Linked DNA regions of Gossypium hirsutum: region 2 is linked to region 1. The links are chromatin contacts, called in public Hi-C maps. All regions are on one chromosome and are shown on one strand. The core of a region is the stretch at or near the end of the contact, and the rest is flanking DNA. Distances in the headings are between cores, read along the strand shown. Region 1 holds the start of LOC107960072 (putative zinc finger protein At1g68190). Region 2 holds the start of LOC107960070 (lipid phosphate phosphatase 2).

What was found. A called contact is a pair of places that touch in the nucleus more often than the background predicts.
Region 2: a Hi-C map of petal shows a contact between it and region 1, with 7 times the contacts expected there. The contact joins the promoter of LOC107960070 here to the promoter of LOC107960072 in region 1. A contact is called at or near these places in 3 of 34 Hi-C or Micro-C datasets (leaf and petal).

Annotation. Positions count from the first base shown.
Region 1 is chrA05:55,650,186-55,656,228 of Gossypium_hirsutum_v2.1, reverse strand. It overlaps LOC107960072 (putative zinc finger protein At1g68190), which reads left to right and starts at 3,955. Exons shown (of 4, transcript XM_041112619.1): 1 at 3,955-4,473. The coding sequence starts at 3,955.
Region 2 is chrA05:55,899,947-55,906,165 of Gossypium_hirsutum_v2.1, reverse strand. LOC107960070 (lipid phosphate phosphatase 2) reads left to right here and starts at 3,350. Exons shown (of 9, transcript XM_016896277.2): 1 at 3,350-3,657; 2 at 4,159-4,281; 3 at 5,607-5,827; 4 at 5,948-6,035; 5 at 6,133-6,219. The coding sequence starts at 4,248.

The sequences.
Region 1 (6,043 bases), core at 2,706-5,205:
TATGGTTGTTGTGAGAGTGAATAGAGTTGTTCGGATGAGAATACTATATCATTTAATTCACTTGCAACAAAAGGTATCGATACTTTTTCTACGAGTATCGATACTATTAACATTTAATGCCTGATTCAGTGACTGTTAAATTTAGTTTGCAACGATACCAAAGGAAATTTATTGATACATGGTAAAAGGTATCGATACTTTTTGTGAAAATTGAAAACAAAATGTCAATTTGGTATCAATTTTAGAATGAGTATCGATATCTTGAAAACTATCGATACTTAGACAAAAAGTATCTTAGAGCAATACTAACTTGTTTGAAAACAGTTAAAATATAATTGAAAATGTTTGATTTAATTGAAACCATTTCAACTTGATTTTATCAATTTGTTCAACTTAACTTTTATTTAAAAATATTTTAATTTGTTATATCAAAACATATTATCAAATAAAGCTTAGTTTAACAAATTCAAACCGAACCGAATCGAATATATTTGTTCGAGTTAAATTAAAAAGAATGACCTTGGTGTTGTTTATTTTTATGTAATTTTTTTAAAAATAATTTTCTTTAAAATTTTTAAACATGATCATACAAAGAAAAATTGAAGCAAAAAAAGTGAACAAATAAAAGCAAAACAACATGAGTCCAAGTAAACTATATGAATCCAAGTAAATAATAGCAACAAAACAACAAGATTACAATAGAAAATATAAGCAAAAGCCCAAAATATAGCAAAAAACTACATCAGTCCAAACAACAAAACAAAAAAATAATAATAATAAAAACAACACAATAAAAGTTTAATAAACCAGCAACAATAACACAAGTACACAACAAACTGGTAACAATAACACATCAGTTCTAATTGTGGGCGGGGGAGTGGACATGCTGACTTAGGGTCCTTGTAGGTTGTAGCCACTGCCACCCACCGTAATCAAATTTATTATTAACTTTCATCCCCTAATAATTTATTTATTAATCTTTATATATGAATTAGTTTTGTTGATTGCTTCAATTTTCTTTTGATTATTTTTACTATGTATTTTGAAATTAAAATATATATTAAATGTAAAAAAAATTAATAAAAACTATTTTAAAGATAAAATGTAAAATTGATACCAACAAAAAATTTTAACACGAATATTTTATGGCGTTATCAATAATTCAATTTTAACAAAAATTGATAAAGATTCAGCATGATTACAGATATAACAATTCAATAATATAAATAGTAGACATAAATAAAATTATTACTAATTATTGTTAATAGAAAATTCAATGTGATTAAACAATTCAATTTTAAGAAATTTTTGTAAATTCATGAAGGGGATGAGGAGCGAACAAATACGTAACGAATATTTTTTAGTTTCCAAACAATAACCTTTTAGGAATTTGATTTTGGGTTTACTGTTTTTAGTTTTCAAACCAGCTTCCTCAATCCTTAAAGTCATGTGAAGCTTAACTTGGCAGTTGTAGGAGTTGGGCGAAGTAGTAACGAAGCTCAGGTGGACGATAGTAATGAAAATGGATGAGGGATGATTGGACGAGAGAGGGATTTCATTGGGTGGGATAGATAGGGGGAGCTGATGAAGGAGAAGATTGGGGGAACATTTAGGGTTTTTTTGGGGAGGATTTTGATTTGGGGGTAAAGGGAGGCTGGGGTAGTTAAAGGTTTTGGGAAAAGTAAAAGGGTTGGGGGTAAAAATGTAAAATAAATAGACTAATTAATAATATAAATTTAAAGTTTAAAATATTATAGTTTGATATTCGATTTATTTGAATTATTTACGTTATTCAAATTCGAAAACTCAACTCGACTCGAATTGAAAAAAAAATCAAGTTGATTCGATTAACTCAATTCGAATAATTCAAAATTCAAACTCTTTTCTATTTTTTTGAGTCAAATCAAATTTTACTTACCCTTAAGTAATATATTGACCCAAAATGGAAACAAGCACTTTTAGCTGCACATATTGAAAACTAACAAATTAATTATTGTATATATGGAAACTAAGGACTATATTTGAAAAAAAACTTCAAAAAATTTTATTGCTTAGAAATTTAAAATCGTATTTATTTAAAAATATTAATTTATTTCATATTGTTTTAGAAAATAATAAAATTTATTATCATTCATGAACATTTCTAGCAAAACTTTATTTAATTCAATTTTCATACATTACTTTTAAATTTTACATTTATCATCCTTAACCTCTCATTAGTATTTCACTTTTATCCATGAGCTTTACTAATATCTAATTTTCATCAATTACCTTTTGTGTTTGAAAACAAAAATTAACCCATTTACTTTATTTGAATATAATTATTTTTATGAGAAAATAAAAAAAATGATATTAATAATATGAAAGAGTTGAGAAGTTGAATATAAAAAACTAATTTTAAAGGCATTAAGCTACATAAACAAGATATCAAAAAAATAAGAGATTCGGGAGAAAATTTAAAAAAAAAGAATAAATGAGCTTTTTAAAAGTAATTTGAAGAAAATTTAATTAATTTAAAAAATATAGATATACATGAATCTCATAAATATTTAAATTTTATTTCAGGTGGCTAAACTGATATTTTTGTTAATTTTTATTTTTTTGATAGAAAATGGATGAATATAAAAATCGTTTAGAAGAATATGGATGAAAATAAAACAGTAATAAATATTGTGATGATAAATATAAGTTTTATGCAAGTGGTGGACGAAAAAGAAACATTAGTAAAAGCTTGCGGATCAAAAGTAAATTTTTGTACTTGGCCATGTTGAATAAAGGATTAATTTTCAGAGTTTTGACACTTCTTTTATTGGATGAACATAATTAATGGTTGTGTAGGTTGCAGCCGTCATTCATAGCAACCGTTCGACAACGTGGCGAGGGGCTATTGGTGTGGCGGGTAAACTTCTGGATCACTTGATATGAGAGAACTGAAACGCCAAACGAAACAGTTTCACAGGCACAATGGATAACGTTGGCGGGTCCCACAAAGGGCAACGTGTTAGTTCCACGTCAGCATAAAGTTCACGCTTTCGCTGCACAAGTCAGCCAAACAAGGCACAAGGGATAGATAATTGAATGAAAAGAGCGAGCAAAGGGAAAATAGAGAAAGAAATGTGAAGATAAATGAGAACTCAATAAAAAAGCTCACAGTTTTCTTTTTCTATTTTATTCAGAACGTTCTTGGATTTCTTTTTAAAACTTTCATGCTTTGTTTGTTTTTCTCGGGAAACAAACACAAAGGTATATATCGTTCATATTGGATTTGTTGAATTTTGGATCTTTGTTTCTTAGATCTCTTTTGTGTAATCGATCAGCTGAATAGATGTATAGTGTTATATCTGAGGTTTATTTATATTTTGATTGTTTCTTTTTCAATTTTTGTTAGAAGTTACTTGGCTGTGGAGATTTCTTAACACGGACAAAAAAAAAATGGAGTTGCATGAAAGAATAATTCTGCTGAATTTGTCATATTACTGATTTTTATTTATTTATTTATTTTTTCCTTTTGCAGTTAGAACTGATAGAAATTAAGGGTTCTTTCGTTCCTTTTCGTTAAGAAAATCGAATTTTCTGTATACTGTGTAAGCTTGTAAGGTGCCTTTGATCTCTAAATCAGATTCCATATTCACACCGTCGAACATGAATAAATTTGATTTTATTTCAAGATTTTTATTTACTTAAGAGTCTTTGGAGGATCATATTCGCACACCTATGTTTGGATACAAATTCAAGTACTTCAAACACGCACACAAAATTGAACTCCAACCAACATATATATTCTAGATTTCTCAGTATTTATTATAAACTTTTGTAGATCCTGAAAGTGAAGTTGGAGATTTCTTCGTTAAAAGAATATGCTATTTTTCTTCATTATCAAGCTCATGAATTTGAATTGACGATTTGAATATATATACATACCAGAATACATTTTTTGAATTTTGGAGCTTTGAAATGGAGAAAAGCTGTGAGTTCTGCACAACTTCAAGACCAGTTGTTTATTGCAAGTCTGATGCAGCGCACCTGTGCCTTTCTTGCGACGCGAAGGTCCATTCGGCCAATGCACTTTCAAACCGGCATCTTCGTACCCTCCTCTGTGACTTGTGCCGGCACCGTCCATCACATGTTTGTTGTTTCAATCACAGAATGTTCTTGTGTCGTGTTTGTGACCAAAGTGTCCATGATGTTTCTTCTCACCACCTCCACCAGAGACGAGCAGTTAGTAGCTATTTGGGGTGCCCTTCGGCTAAGGATTTTGCAGCATTGTGGGGTTTTGAATTGAATGAATTGGATAACAATGCTACTCAAGACCAGGCTTTGTCCAATTCATGTATTTCTATGAATCCCATAGCAGTTGAACCTGGGAACTTAAGGCAGTCTTCTTTGGGAGCCGGAGTCTCTTTGAGTAAATCCGGCATGACTTCTCTCGCTGCTGCAGGACACAACTCTGGATCAAACTGTCAACGAACCAAGGTTAATTCATGGTAGCATTTACTAGCAAGTAGAGCTTGGTGATTTGTTTACATTTCTCTTGAATTCTTATATTTATAATCAGCTATGGCTATGCATGCACCGTTGACATTTTTATTGACAATTTGTGACCATGATCCCAGTAATATGCAGCAAACTTAAGTAACCTACGGTAAGCCGTTCTAAACTTTGTTGCTTTGACTCCTCATTTTTCTTGATGTATTCATGTCCAAAAGATGTTCGAATGAGTATTTGGAGATGACCCTCTCTATGTATCTCCAAATACATGGAAAAACGTAAGAAAAAAAGAAAATCTGAACATATCCTTGTATTGTACCTGAAATTAGATTGCCTGAAGTTCACCAGTTGTCCTGCCTAAAATGAAAAATTATGCTAAATGCATTATATTGTACCTAAAACCATGCTTAAATAATACAACCCTGTCATCTAAAAAAAGAATCACTAGAAAGATGTGTTTTAAAATAATGACTCAAGTTTCTTAAGGGTTCTCACCTGCCTACTTAGGCCCTAGTTAACATCGATATGTCAGTCAATCAGAAAATCAGGTTATTTGATCAGTGAACTGAAAGCGTAAGTTACTCGGACCTAGGTGTGACTGTCAGATTCAGGTATTCGTCTGAAAGGGGTAGGTTCAATTTTCTATAAGTTTTTTCATGTATTTGGAGGGTCCTTGGAGGAAATGTCTCTATACCCATATCCTAATATGTGTTAGATACTAGTATTGGACACATGTTTTTTAATTAAAATGAAGACAGAGCAAATTACCTGAATGGAGCTGCCTGTCATTTGATAGCACCAGGAGTGACTCCTTTTCCTAACCTACTGAAACTAATTAGTGATATTATACTCTGCTGCTGCTTAGTTATTGGTGCAAGGATGATAGCTCTTCATTTTAAGAGATAAATACACACACATTAGTATCTGAAGTCCTATGAATACTTGATACACCATATAACAGAACTATTCAGCCCAAGAGCAATGCACTGCATTGCATTTCTTTTAACTACTACTCTTCATTTTCAAATCTCCTTTTCTTTTCTTCCACATGGTGGTCTTTCCATCTGTAAAATGTTTAATCTACCGGGCTTTTTTTGTAGAATTTTGGATGTGCAATAGATTCTTCATTTCTACCTAAGACATGTTCCAGGATACTATCTTCTTCCAACTCTTCATTTTTCTTGATGTACCCGCATCCAATGAATTTTGGATATGAGCTTCCAAGGAATCTCCAATATATGGAAAAACTTAGAAAAAACTAAACACATTCCTATCAAACACGTAACCATCTTTGACATACACCTATGTCCGAGTAACATAGCCTGGGTAAACGAATGTAATGGATATTAAAACCAATAGTAATCTGTAGTTTTGAAATGTAATCGGATGACTTAAAACCACGATGAATTAGGTCATTTCAAACTTGGAACTCCTTTTGACACTAAGAGTTTGCTCTTCAGGGCATATATAATATAGATTAATAACACACTTCATAGTTCCTGAGGGCTAAGGAGAGATTATTAACCTCTTTATTGTGCTCTTGTTATTGTTATTG
Region 2 (6,219 bases), core at 2,101-4,600, 250 kb before region 1:
AATTAGTTAATATCATCATGAAGTTTAAAATAATTTTCTTTTGCCAAAGAGTTTAAAATAAATTTAAAAAGATTATATATTTTATTATATTATATAATTTGTAATCTATGAATATTGGGATGTTCATATTTATATTATATTCAAATTATTTATTGTATTATCTTTACTATATTTAAACATTAATTAGGTTAGTATTACTATTAACTGTATTTTTAATTCGGATGTAAAATAACTTTTTATAAAATAAATTATTTTATTATGATGATGTTATTATTTTATATTTTTATATTAAATCATTAAAAACCTACATGTACTAAAGTTTGAATTTGAGCTCATAATCCTTCATTTATTTTTTTATAAACTTTTAATAAATATATTCAGTATAAATATATTTTATAATATATTATATTTATAAATGATTAAAACTATCCATTTTAATTGAAAAATTTATTTTTCAAATATAACTAAAATCATAAGTAGAAATTATGCACCAATAGTTATTATTTTGATTGACAACTTTATGATTTAGTCTTTAAACCTTTATTTCGAAATTAAAAGAGATTTGCTTGTTGTTTTGAATCGTTTCTTTCAAATACTATCTTAAAATAAATGTTATGATCTGTATGTATAGTAAAGTTGGGAATTTATGAATGTTTCGTATGATGCATGTTAAATGAAGTATTTACCTCTAATGTAATTTTGATTAGAGTAGTGCTGCGGAAGCATGATTTAGAGTTTACATGTTTACCCTGAATTATATGATTGATGTTTATGCATGTATGTTGCATGACTATTGTGTAGTGCGAACTGTAATTTTATGGTGTGTTTAAATGACCGGTAAGAAAAATTACGTAAGTGGCCAATGTAACGTTTTGGATTTGAATCGGATCATTCCAACTAAACTTGGGCACCACATTGTACAAATCTTTCATTTTAGTATTTTATAAAATCTATTTGTATTTTTGTTATATTTATAAATAGTTAAATTTTAATATCATGAGTATAACTAAAACCATAAGTACAAATTATGCACAAACAGTTATCATTAAAGTATTTGAAAATGACCCAAAACCTAGTTTTTATAAGATAGAGCTTAAATATCCAAATTCAAAATTTAGCATACGCAATTATATACATGGGTATTCAAATTAGCCTAATTCATTTGTTGTTGTAATTATTTAATTCTACTATCGTATTATAATAATTTGAGTATATTTATGTTGTAGTTAATATATTAAAAAAATCTCACTAGTTCCGATATTAATCAAATTATCAATACAACAATAATTGTTAATTTTAATATTATTCAAGTTTGTATCAATTATCATTTCATCTGTCAATTAAAAAACAATAAATACATAGACATAGTTTATTTTTATTTTTCACTTTTTATGTAATAATATTTTCGGGGCATTTGATACAAAAAGGCTCTTTAAAAAATATAATTACAGAAATAGGCCGTTTATTGGATTATTTACCGGATTAGGGCGTTTTCCATGAAAACGCATCCATGTCAACGCGCTTTAGTGTCCACGTCAACAAAACGCTTCCCTAGAGGAGCGTTTTGTCCATGCAGCAAAAAACGCGTCCTTGGTGCGCTTTTTGCTGACATGAACAGCTCCCCCCAAGAAAGCGTTTTAGCCCGAGTATAAATTTTCAAAAAGGTCATTTTTTAAACATTATAAAAATAGACCAATTTTTTTGAAAATTTACAAGCATAAACCTCAAAAAAGACTCAAAGTGATAACACCACTTTTTTTTTAAGTGTTACCAATTAATATGAAAACAAAACTTAAAAAACAAATCTTTATATAGACTCAAAGTCTCATTTCTCTTATTTTCTTAAGCAACGTGGGATATGAGATATATGTATATATAAACTTATGAATAGGTTTGCAGCTTGTTCCTAAACAATGTGGGATTCCTTCCTCTTTTAACTAACAACATGAGATTAAAAGTTACACTATATTTTATATTTTTTTACTTAGAGTTTAAATTTTTTTACAAAAAGTTAACATTTATTACATTATAAATAAAAAATTTAAACTCTATAAGTAAAAAAATTATCAAATATAAAATGATTATGGTAAAATATTAAAAATAAATATTTAAGAAATTACTAATAGTTGAGTGATCATTTTGTAAGTTTTTATAATTCGATAGCTAAAAAATCATAGTTAAGTGACTACTAATGTATTTAATCTAGATATAAAAATATGAAAAATAATTATTATATTTTATGTATATTATATATTTTTATAAAAAAACTTATTTAACATAATTATATACTATGTTTAAATAAATTATCTATCTAGTCAAAATACATCTAAAATAAATTTATTAGATTCATTAGGTGATGAAAATTAAATTAAAATTAGAATTAAAAAATTTAATTAGTATAGTAAAATATTAAAAATAAGTAAATATTTAAAAATATATATATCAATTTTTTAAATTACAAAAAAATACTATTTGAGTGCCAAATACTCACCATTTATTTATTAGTCAAACATTCATAATATAAAATAAAAAATAAAGTTAAAAAAATTAAAAGTATAACTTTTAAATTTAAATAATGGAAAATTATTTTAAAAATTAGAATTGCATTGGTATTAACTTCAAACATTTAAAGTTGAATAGAATATTATTGCATGTACAAGTTTCATATGTGCAATTCGTTCTCTTTTTTTAATAGTTATTTTGTATATGTTAACAATTCTAAAATGCAACAAGATTAAATAGCTCAAAAGATAATTTTATTATATGAGAAAATGTTAACAAAATATAAAAAAATAGAAATTGTTTTATAAAAAAATTATAAAATATAGTGTAGCATTTAGTCTTATGTTGTTAGTTAAAAGATGAAAGAATCCCACATTGTTTAGGAACAAGCTGCAAACTTATTCATGAGTCTATATATACACATATTTAATATCCCACATTGCTACAAGGGAAATGAGACTTTGAATCTATATAAAGATTTGTTTTGTAAGTTTCATTTCCATATTAATTGATAAAACCTTAAAAAAAAAGAGTGTTGTCAGTTTAAGCCTTTTATAAGGTTTATTCTTATAAATTTTTAAAAAATTGGTCTATTTTTATAATATTTAAAAAATAATTTTTTTAAAAAATTTAAACTTAGGCCAAAACGTGTATTTGGAAAGTCTTTTTGCTATATCAACAAAACACGTTCACGAGAACAAAATTTTTGCTGACATGACAAAAAACTCCTCCAAAGAAGTACTTTGTTGACATATTCTTTGAAATCGTGTCGACGTGGATGCATTTTTATAGAAAATACCTAATCCAATAAATAACTCAATAAATGACCTATTTTCGGCTTTGATTTGATTTTTCGTGTTGTAATTTTGTCACTGTCTGTCGGTTCACCAACTTCAATATTTATAAAACAAATTAAAAAAGTGCCGCTCCATCCCCATCGGTTCCTCCTCGAATTTGACGCGATTTTCTTTTCAGAAAAGGAAAATCCTTTTTTCGCATGCCATAAATATTCAACGCGATTCAAATTTTAATGCTTCGAGAAAACAGAGGAAAAAAGAGAATATAACGCGCTTTTTAGTTCGCTGTTGACTGAAAAACTCCGTTCATTACTTCGATCCGATCATTATTCTCAGACGAAGTTCAAATTTTCTGACGGTTAGTTCATACTCTCCCACACTTTCTGATCGATCAACTTACTTTTACTTCAGTTTTCCTCTTCTTTTTAGTAAGTTTTTTTTTCTGCTAAATCGAGGTAAATAAAGGGAAAGACGAAGGTAAAAAAAAAAACGAGTTTTGCTTGTTTTACTTCTCTGGATTGAAGACAGTTCAGTGCGAGAAGGTGTTAGTTTTTTTTTTCTTGTTTTGGATTTTCTTTCCAAATCTTTTGGTTCGGAAAAATAAGAAAAAAGAGCATATACGATAGAACTGCTTGAACAAGATTCCGCTTGATGTTCTTTTTTTTTCCCTTGGTATTTGTTGATGTTCGTTCTGGAATTGAATCCGCAACTTTTATTAAAATTTTACGAACCTTTCGAAACAGGCTTCATTTGGCTAACTGATTTCAATTTTTATTGATAAGGAAGGGGTTTAGATGAAGTCAGAAGCTTTGATTTTATATTTTCAATAGCTGATGAAGATATGCCTGTTGTTGTATAGTCTACTTTGCAGGATAATGATGTTTTCTCCAATTAGCACAGCTTTGGATTTGTGAAGGTTTTTTTTATGAGGAACACCGATTTGTAGAAATGTCTGAAGCGGAGTGCCCTTTGTTAAACCAAAGTAACCAACATTGAACTCTGCTGAAACACCCTTTGTTGAACTCGTTGCGGAGGCTACTTTTACGTTTAGATAAATGTTGCGTTTGCAACTTTAGCATTTAGATAAGCATTGCCTGTGCATCTTTCTATGTTACTTGGATTCTGGTGTCGTTGGTTATGGGTATTTGTTCAACTTGGCTATCTTCAAAAAATTTTGAAGTTTATCCTCATACCTATGTACAGATATGCGTTGGATATGATTGTCGGACACAGCACTTTAAAAAAAAAGAAGAGTTGGAGCAATATGAATATTTTGTCAGTCTGCATGATTTAGTTCTATTAGTACCGAGACAAGAATGAATTTCGTGGAGTTGCACTTGATTTCTCATCTGCACTGCAATTCTCATGTGGTTTGAGGTCCTTGACCCATCTGTGCGAAAGCAAAGCTGTAGTGATTTGTTAGCTGTCTAGGTTGGGCCCCTGATGATTAGTTTTGTCCCCATAGTGAATTATGTTTTCTGTGAAACTGTCTGTCCTTCACTTATTCATCATCTTATGGAGATACTATACATCCACTGGAAAAATTTGCTTTGTCCACCCTAGAAAATTTCTTGTTACAGTTAGTGAGTGCACCAGGAGCATTGGAAGAAGGAAAACAAAGGGTTTATTTTTTTCTCTTCTTTTTCCTTCGATTCTAATTTTTCCTGATATACTATAAATTATGAATTTTGCTTCTTTACCAGGTTACAATGCATCTATTACATATTATAAGATTCTATGGTTTATTTTATGAAACAATCCCTCCTTTAGTTCTTCATGATCTTCTACGGATATCATATCCCTCCTTTAGTTCGTCATGATCTTCTACGGATATCATACTTCCACTCAACAAGATTGCTTTGTGCACCCTAGAAAATTCATGTTACAACTAGTGAGTGGAGGCATAGGGAAAACAAAGGCCTTTACCCCCTTTGTTCTCCTTTGATTTAAATAAGTTTGTTTTGCTTTAATTTGATTTATATACCCTCTTTGTACTTTAAATTATGAATTTTGCTTCTTTACCATGTCCCAACTCATCTATTACTATTATAAGATTCTATGACATACTTTTACATTATTTGACCTTTACTTCCTGCAAAATTAGCATTTTATTTCGTTGTTGTAGCTAGTTTTTAGTGTGCGGTTATCCTATTATTGTGACTCATGCTCATGATCCCTTTTTTCTTGTTTGCTGTCTTGGTAATTGTAGTCTTAACTGTATTTCAGTATCATCCTCTCTCTTTTTCATCGCACATCAGTTTATTTTTGTTTTCATTTATTAACCTTTTCTATATGTTCTAAAATCAGTGAGGATGCCAGAGATTCAGTTGGGTGCTCATACTGTAAGGTCTCATGGGGTTAAAGTTGCAAGGACTCACATGCATGACTGGATCATTCTTTTGCTTCTCATTGTGATAGAGGTCATTTTAAATGTTATAGAACCATTTCACCGCTTTGTCGGAGAGGATATGATGACTGATCTGAAATACCCAATGAAAGACAATACCGTTCCCTTTTGGGCCGTTCCTGTATGTTCTAGCTTTGAGATATACTGTCATACTAGAATTACTTTCTGGCAGGAGAATTTGTTCTGATTCAATCAATGATGATGACACTAAGTATAATGTTTGTGTTCTTCCTGGTAACAGATGCTTGCGATAATGCTTCCACTTTTTGTCATTCTTGTATACTATTTCATCAGAAAGGATGTTTATGATCTACACCACGCCATACTGGGTAACACTACATTTCCCCTTGGGATTCTGAAAGTTCATCATCTTTTGCCTGAATGTGATAGCATTTAGAAACTGTTGCTACTTGATTGTATATTCAGGCCTTCTGTTTTCTGTGCTTATCACTGGTGTTATAACTGATGCTATTAAAGATGCCGTTGGTCGGCCTCGTCCAGACTTCTTTTGGC